2 separate regions of the Solanum lycopersicum genome follow, and region 2 is linked to region 1. The links are chromatin contacts, called in public HiChIP or PLAC-seq maps. All regions are on one chromosome and are shown on one strand. Each heading gives the region's core, a stretch centred on a gene start, on an enhancer-like site or on the middle of the called end of the contact. The rest is flanking DNA. Distances are from core to core; before and after follow the strand shown.

Region 1 (4,716 bases), core at 959-3,458:
TGACATAAGGTAATTACTAAAGTACCCTTAAGTCGTTAGGACCATAACCAATCCTTTGAACCATCCCAGGTTAGGTACTGGGTTGTCTTTTTCTTGTTTTAACCGAAATCTGGATATTGCTTGGTGATTTTGGCTTCGCCCCTTTAAATTAATTAATTGAATTGCTAAATTAATTAATTAAGTACCTAGGGTAATTACTAAAGTACCCTTAAGTCGTTAGGACCATAACTAACCTTTTGGACCATCCTATGTTAGGTACTAGGCTGTCTCTTTAACTAGTACTAGGTTAGTGTCAACCCGATTTTGGTCCTAGGTTGTCGGGTGCACTAATGGGTCCAATTCGGTTAGTCCTAGGTTATTTAGTTATTTAGGGCAATAGGTTAGAGTCTAGAATTTGTTAGGAGGTTAGGCCCTACATGGAGTGGTCCCTTGTGCACGTTTTCCCTTTAACTACCCTAACTGAATTCGGTTAGGGTGGTCCTCTCTTCACATGTCTTGCAAATGTGCTTGCACATGGGTTGGTTGTAATTTCCTAATTAACTATTATTTATGGATCATTTGGGAATGTTTACTTATTGTCTCAAGGATCCTCGCTATGTCCTTGAGCACTACTTACTCTACATGATCATTTTAATTGATCATGCGACATGGTATCTAGGCTTGACACTTGGATGCTTCATACCTTTTTTTGTGAGTTAAGGAAAAAATATTTTAATTTAGGGGATTCTTTGCAGGTACATTTCTAAACAAGCTTGGACTATATTTTGCTTATTTGGGTATATATAGAAATTGGCTAACACCCCTTAGCCATTTTTCTATACTATGCCCAATATTTCTCAATATTGGGAATTGGAATGCCTATATATCCCCAATACGTATTCTAACGGACTTACTGCTCTTCACTAGATATATGATTTTCCAAAATGTTACAAAATTGGCGATGAAAAGGAGTAGTCGACGAATCGCCGAAAAGTTTCGCGAAGCAGTACCTTATCACCAGTGATCCAGAACACAAAGATGCTTGGACTAAGCGCAAGACAATGATGAAGTTACCAAAGGGTGAATCATTGATTGATCAATGATTCCGACTAACTACGCCGAGTAATCTGCTACAACACTAATATATTAAAACTGCAAATACTTGTTGAAAGTTTTAGCGTAGTATCGAATTTTATTAATTTTTTATAAGATTGTATAGAGTTTTATCAAATTGTTAATTTTAGAACTTCTATTTTTGAGCTCTAAGTTTGAGAGGTTTTTTGGAGAAGAAATTGAAGATTTAAAGGATTTCATCTCCAAGGATTACAATCATAATTCATAGCCTTTGCATTTTTCAAAGTATAAGAAGTAAATTACATTTTTTTCTGTTTAAATTATAGAGTATTGTTCATGTTTTAGGTAAATCTTGAATAACACGTGATTTTTTACGTACTTTTTATTCTTCTACAGTAAAAAATTCAGCATATCTAAATACTATATGCCTGTGAGTCGTTATAGATGTTGGATATAATTTTGTATCAACTGAACACAACAAAATAAGCTTACTATAGAAATTCTCAAAAGATATTTTCATGGTGTCCGTCTAATTCATTGAACATGTTTATTATCTTAATTTTCTTAAAAATAATATATTAAGACTCTCTAAAAATATCAAATACGATTTAAGACCTGATTATTGCCTTACGATATATATGCTTTTAAAATCATACGTAACTCGTTTTCTCTATACTTTGATGACTACATTAAAATTTATTTTTGAAAAATATCACAATTTTAAAAAAAACTCATTAGTTATATCTTTCCCCATCCCAAGCCAACCCCTAAATACTTTTTTTTTTTTTAATGATATTTCAAAAATTTAAATCATTTTTACACCACCTCTATTCTACCCCCTAAAAAAAACAATTTTTTAAAAATTATTTTTTGAAAAATATTTCAAGGACGGAAGTCTAGGTTGTGGCCTAGTTTTAATATCAGGGTCGGATCCTAAATCAATTATGCAGATGGATTATTTTAAGGTAAAAAATTATTTTTCTAAAGAGTAAATTCTAGTCTCAAATAAAAAATAAAAAATTATTTCTGAAATTTATTTTTCATTCATCAATCAGATATTAAAATTATTTTTATCATCAATCAAACATGTGAAAATAAATTAGAAATCTACGGTTTTGAGGGTTGTGCAATGAACCAAAAGCAGATGCAGGGAAAAACTTGGGCTTAATCAAGCCCAGAAAAAGAGGGGAGACCCGGCCCATGAACAGAAGAAGACTAGAAGAGGAACTCTGTCCCAAAACCCTCGTCATTTACGGTCTCCTCTCCAAATATATTTGGTATATATAGTCTCTCTCTCTTTCTCCTTCGATTCAATTATCATTGTAGGGTTTTCTGTAATTGCCTTTACTATCTCATCTCTCTTTTGCAGTTTTCATTCTCTATACCATGTCTCTGAGGCCAAGTGATAGGACCGAGGTTCGTAGGAACCGATACAAGGTTGCCGTTGATGCCGACGAAGGCCGCCGCCGGCGAGAGGACAATCTGGTTGAGATCCGTAAGAGTAAACGAGAAGAGAGCTTGCTCAAGAAGCGTCGTGAAGGCCTTCAAGCCGCCCAACAACAACAGTTCCCTGCTAATCTTCAAACTTCCACCGTTGAAAAGAAGGTCAGGTTTTTTAAAGTATAATCTGTCTATAATGATGATATCTTATCAGGAGTAAAGTAAAGTCTCCTTGATCATTTGTTAAAAAAAATGATTTTAATCAGAAATTCATGACTTGATTTGGTTTTGGGTCGTTCTATGCTTTGTGCTCATTTGTTTGTTGATATGGTTTTCAAATGATAAGCAATGGTTGCTTTACAGTTGGAAAGTCTTCCATCAATGGTTGCTGGTGTGTGGTCAAATGATAACAATATGCAGTTGGAGGCGACCACACAATTTCGTAAATTGCTCTCTATTGGTATGACTAATCCTGCTCCAGCTTCTGTTCTATTAATTTTATTCAATTTTCCTTTTAACTTACATGCTAACTTTGATCAACAGAAAGAAGTCCTCCTATCGAGGAAGTTATTCAATCTGGTGTTGTTCCTCGTTTTGTTGAGTTTCTGATGAGGGAAGATTTTCCACAACTCCAGGTAGAGAGTGATGTGTGCCTTTAGCATTTTGTGGTTGTAGCTTCATTCACGCTCGATTTACTTATGGTTTTGTGTTTGTAGTTTGAAGCTGCTTGGGCGCTCACAAACATTGCGTCTGGTACCTCGGAGAATACCAGAGTGGTGATTGACCATGGCGCTGTGCCAATTTTTGTAAAGCTTCTGGCTTCTCCAAGTGATGATGTTCGTGAGCAGGTATGTTAAAAGATTGGCAGACACCTATACTGTATAGACTGAAGTTATGTTGATTAGTAAACTGATTGTATTTTTTCCCCAATTATAGGCTGTGTGGGCACTCGGAAATGTTGCTGGTGACTCTCCTAGGTGCCGTGATCTTGTTCTTAGTAATGGGGCGTTGATTCCTTTGCTGTCTCAGTTGAATGAGCATGCCAAGCTTTCAATGCTGAGAAATGCTACATGGACCTTATCAAACTTTTGTAGAGGCAAGCCTCAACCTCCATTTGAGCAGGTTGGCTGTTGTGTTGTTGAAACTTTTTTATGCTTGCAGTTATTTGATTCAAAATATTGTGCTTTTCTTAATCCTTCAAAGTGCCTCATGTTGATGGTCATCTTATTTGGTAAAATGAAATGACTTACTGAATGCTTTGCATGATTGATGACAATACATTTATCAGGTGAGACCAGCACTTTCAGCTCTTCAGCGGCTTGTTCATTCAAATGATGAAGAGGTTCTAACAGATGCATGCTGGGCACTTTCTTACCTTTCTGATGGTACAAATGACAAAATTCAAGCTGTCATTGAAGCAGGTGTTTGTCCACGTCTGGTCGAGCTCCTCATGTGAGTGGAGTGTTCTAATTTCCTCAGTTGAACTACTTTCTTATTTTTTTTATATATCTAAAGTTTGATTGAATCTGGTGTATATGTCAATTAATCTGCAGGCATCCATCTCCTTCAGTACTCATCCCTGCCCTCCGTACAGTAGGAAATATTGTTACAGGAGATGACCTCCAGACTCAGGTATGTAGGCTTAATGAGCTTTTAGAAGCTTTCAAGGTTGAATTCAAAGACTTTAATGAATTGGCCAATTAAAAAATAAAAAGCAAAATGATTGAATGGTGGATGCATCTAAGGCATGATTTATTGAAAAGATATTTCAGCATTCCTAGAATCAGATCTAATTTGATTGTTGTTAGTCCATTTCTCAATTTTACATCATTGTGCTTAGTTTCCTCCTGCACTTGTCTGGTTCCTCTGTGCTGTCTGAGCAATCTAGAGCGATCTAGTACAAATTTCAATCATAGCTGTCATTTTTATTGCCTTACACAGCTGCTCTTTGTGTACAGTTTTGTGGAGAAGATAAATACATTTTTATGTATTGTAGTATTATTAGTCAGTAGCATGCTGGTCTTGTTCCCATTCTATATACGCACCTTTTTTTAGCTTCAAGAAAAATAGGCTAAGCCACATTAGGGGGACAAGATTCATCAATTAGCAAACCTTACCCCTATCTATGTGATGCAGCAAAGATATAATTACTCTGTTCTTAATAATTTAACGACGCTAAGGTCTAGAAATGGAAATTAGCTGTTGGCATTTGGAACTGTATAA
Region 2 (4,716 bases), core at 940-3,439, 220 kb after region 1:
TTTACATTTACCATTCACAAATATAATTTATAATTTCACATATAATTGTTTACACAAAATTTATATTTTGATCAAATTAATATTATTTAATAATAAAATTAACTAAAATATCATATTCAATTTGTAATCTCACGCAATTTTTGTGGTAGATATACGATTGTTTTGTGTTATTCTTTTGGTATAGTAATAATATGTCCAATTTAAGAAATAAAATGAATATTACAAAGGAAATGATGAGTTTTCTATTTTAAACTATGTCTTAAAAAGGAAAGATTTTGAAACAAATTGATGTCATTCTAGACATATTAGGATTAAAGTAGTTCCATTTTCTCCATCCACGTACCACAAAACTTATTTAGAAATAATATTTTAAAATGTATAATTTCTATGCAGGTAGGATCATGCATGTCATATAATATATTTTTTTTCTTTATGGTCACAAAAAATCAATCAAAAGAGATTTAAAAACAATATATTCAAAATATCATAATTTAATGGGACATTTTTAATAAATACAATTTATAAATAATTAAATAGAAAGTAAAAAAAGAAACCACATTTATATCTAATTAAAATTAATTTTCCATTATTCTAATAGAAAAGAAAACACTTTGTACTAAATGTTAATATTGTCTTATTGTTTTAATCTTGACAAAAAAAATCAAAATTAATTTCTATACATGTAGGATCATGCATATCATATAATATCTATTTTTTTTGTTACGGTCGCAAAAATCAATCAAAAGAGATTTAAAAACCGTATATTCAGAATATCAGAATTTAATGAGTCATTTTTAATAAATACAATTTATAAATAATTTAAAAAAAGTAAAAAAGATATCACATTTATATCTAACTAGATTTAATTTTCATTCTAATGGGAAAAAACACTTTGTACTAAATCTTAATATTATTTTATTATTTTAATCTTGACAAACAAGTCAAAATAATTTCTATACAGGTAGGATCATGCATATCATATAATATCTATATTCTTTTTCTTATGGTCACAAAAAATCAATCAAAAGAGATTTAAAAAAAAAACAATATATTCAAAATATCAGAATTTAATGAGACATTTTTATCAAAACAATTTGTAAATAATTAAAAAGAAAGTAAAAAAGAAACCATATTTATATCTAATTAAATTTAATTTTCCATTATTCAATGAGAAAAGAGAACACTTTGTACTAAATTTAATATTGCCTTATTATTTTAATCTTGACAAAAAAATCAAAATTAATTTCTATACAGTATACAGGTAGGATCATGCATATTTTACTATATATATATATATGTACATACATATATATTTATGGTCACGAAAATCCAACTAAAAGAGATTTAAAAACCATATATTCAGAATTGCAAAATTTAATGAGATATTTTTAATAAATACAAACTCATAAATAACTAAAAAGAAAGTAAAAAAGGGACCACATTTATATCTAATTAAATTTAATTTTCCTTTATTCTAATGAGGAAAAAAACTCTTTTTACTAAATCTTGATATTGTTTTTTTATTTTAATCTTAACAAACAAGTCAAAATATTTTCTATACAGCTAGGATCATGCATGTCATGTAATATTTATCTTTTTTTTTTCTTATGGTCACAAAAAATCAACCAAAAGAGATTAAAAAACAATATATTCAAAGTATCATAATTTAATGAGACATTTTTAATAAATATTTTGTATTATTTTATAAATAATTAAATAAAGTAAACCAAATTTATATCTAATTAAATTTAATTTTCCATTATTCTAGTGAGAGAAAAAACATTTTGTATTAAATCTTAGTATTGTCTTATTATTTTAATGTCGAGAAAGAAAGTCAAAGTACAATGATTTCACATGAATTGTACTTATAATTATTTAATACAAAAATAATAAAAAGTAATTATTTTTTATGATAGAAATATGTTCATTAAAGATTGTGTAAATTGTTTTGTAACGTTTTTTTGGGGGCTGTGAGTTGGCGTGAAGGCGGCAAATGGGCAAGTGAATAGCATATCTCCATATTCCGAAATTACCCCTATTTATAAGTAAGGCAGAATAGCACTTAAGTTTTGGCGGGCTGGTGAAAATATTTGTAATGAAAGGGTAGAGAAGTCATTTTAGCAGATCCTGGCGCTTAGGGTTTTCGGCAATGCCTTTATAAAGAGCACCATTTTCTATCCTGATCACCCACTTCTTCTGTCGGTTCTCTTACAGCAGTCGGTTTAATACTTTGATCATTTCTCTGTTTTTGCTTCCTCTGATTCAGATGGATCTAACTGATAAGGTGAGTGATCAACATTCATCATTTTAACTTTGATTTGATCAAATTGATCATGCTTGTTTTTGTTTTACTCTGTTTTGATTTTATTTGATTTTAGGTGATTGGATCTGAGGCAACGGAGATGACAACTCCAGAAGTGATGATTTCATCTGAAATGGAAGTAAAAGCTGCTGAAATGATGATTTCACCTGAAATCAAAGCGAAAGCTCCTGAAGTGATTTCCTCTGAAATCCAGATGAAAACTCCTGAAGTGATTTCATCTGAAATTCAGATGAAAAATTGTGTGAATTGTGGTGCTATGAAAACGCCTCTTTGGCGTAGTGGTCCTGCGGGTCCTAAGGTAAATTTACATGATCAATTAATTTGATTTTCGAAAATGTCGTGATTAATCTAATGTTGATCGGACGATGATTTGTTTGAAAATGCAGTCGCTGTGCAATGCTTGTGGCATCAGGAGCAGGAAGAAGAAGAGAGATCTGCTCGGGTTGAACAAGGATGAGAAAAAGACGAAGAAATCGTCTGCTAATTCTGCTAGCAGCAGCAATGTGGACAAGAAGAAGAAGAAGAAAATATGTGCAGTGAAGAATGCTGATGCAATTCCAATTCACTGGACTGATCTTGATGATGTTGAACAAGCTGCTTTCTTGTTGATGTGTCTGTCTTGTAGCTCTGTTTGTGCTTGATCAGGGCCATTGGTTGGTTGGTGGGTGAGGGAGTGAGTGATCAGTGGTGGGTAGTAGAATCATAAAACAGCAATAGATAAATAGTTGAGCAATTATTTCTCCTAGGACTTGAAAAGGATACTTTTATCCTTTTTAGATTTTTATTTAATTTATTAGTTTAATCAAATTCCTTGTTATGCTTAAAAGATTCATCAAATATATGGAAAATTTACTTCTTTATCAAATCGGTTCCTTTTCATCCTACGTCACAATTATTATTTTCATTAAATAATGCATTTACAACCATCAGTATAAAAGTGTGGTACAAACATTTGACTAACTAATAATTTAATACAAACTACAATTTGGATTTGATCAGACGATGTTGACATGACAAACGAATATAACATGTGTGAAAATCTAAATCTCTGAATTTCTAAAATAATCGCTTTAATTTAATATATGAAAATTTAGATTAATTGAATTTTTAAAAATATCGCTTTATTAGTTATGATTTAATATGTATATTTGAAGAATTTAATCAATATTGATAAAAAATTATGCCTTTTTGAGTGTGATGACAATTCATGTGTTTTTTGAGAAATAATAGCCTAATTGAATATTCCTAAAGAATTTATTTCTCTTTTTGGAATCTGCTTAACGCGAACCTAATTTTCCAGCTCGTCATTCTGATTTTTTTTGTTGATCCTTTGCCCCCTTATGCCTGTCTACATTTTGTCTAAATTAATATTTTCATTTTTTAAAATGGAAAAGGTCAAAATATATTCTTGTCTTTTGTAGTTTTGCTAATATATTTTAATCACATATATTTTATTATGGTCAAATACTTTGTTCAAATATGTTTTTGTTTTTATCTTTTTTTATTCCCTTAATCAAGTTACGAGATAAAATTATTCGATTGACATCAGATCTTGATGTGTTGTTTGGCTATGGATTTGATGTTGCTATGTGAAAAATTTGAGTTTTTAAAATATGTATTTATGTGTTGTAAGTGAAAATTTGAAAATATTTAAAGATTTAGATTGTAAAATCTAATATAATTAAATGTTATAATCAAATGAATATTTAATGATAGAATTTTAAATCTATTTAAAATATCTATAATTAAAATTAAGGTGTAAAAAATGAATCTAAACATAGGTAATCCGCCTAACCAGTTCAGAATAAGAAGGGTTAAGCTCAAGATAATTTGAATTGGGTTTAATCTCAACACATCTAAACCTAACTCATTTGAAGAGAATCCTCAATTGAGCCCAATTGAATCTCAAATTTAAATATGTTCTAAAACTTTTTACTAAGATATGTTCGTATATTTAATGTATGAATCAATAACTATTTAACATCCTTTAAGATTTATCTATCTATTTTTTACTTTTTTTTTAAAAAAAATAAATTTCAGTTGAAATTGAAATTGTGATTATAAAATCTAAATATCGATATGTTAAATTATTGAGATTAATCGGGTCAAATTGGGCACGTCAAGACCTAACCCATTTTTTGTTAGGACCGGAAATAAGCAGGTGTAACGCGGAAGCTAGCAAAGCAAACCTCGAAAGACCACGAGTAAGAAGACAACGAGAAATATACCAAAAGACATAGAGATTTAACGTGGTTCGGTCAATCGACCTACGTCCACAAAGGAGATGAGCAATCCACTATAAATATGAGAGTACAAAATACAGAGAGAAACAACCTCAACCAATTCACTCGGAATACATGGGAGGTTCACACAAGTGATAACGTATCAAGCTT

What was found. HiChIP or PLAC-seq counts read pairs in DNA pulled down with a chosen protein or histone mark.
Region 2: an RNA polymerase II HiChIP or PLAC-seq map of leaf shows a contact between it and region 1, with 8 times the contacts expected there. The contact joins the promoter of LOC101265163 here to the promoter of LOC101257502 in region 1. A contact is called at or near these places in 1 of 8 Hi-C or Micro-C datasets (leaf mesophyll) and 1 of 1 datasets of contacts at active chromatin or transcription factors (leaf).

Annotation. Positions count from the first base shown.
Region 1 is chr1:67,735,834-67,740,549 of SLM_r2.1, forward strand. It overlaps LOC101257502 (importin subunit alpha-2), which reads left to right and starts at 2,209. Exons shown (of 12, transcript XM_069298316.1): 1 at 2,209-2,330; 2 at 2,423-2,658; 3 at 2,857-2,953; 4 at 3,037-3,128; 5 at 3,210-3,341; 6 at 3,430-3,615; 7 at 3,782-3,945; 8 at 4,047-4,125. The coding sequence starts at 2,440.
Region 2 is chr1:67,955,418-67,960,133 of SLM_r2.1, forward strand. LOC101265163 (GATA transcription factor 16) reads left to right here and starts at 2,190. Exons shown (of 3, transcript XM_010320465.4): 1 at 2,190-2,284; 2 at 2,379-2,621; 3 at 2,710-3,188. The coding sequence starts at 2,267. The coding sequence ends at 2,964.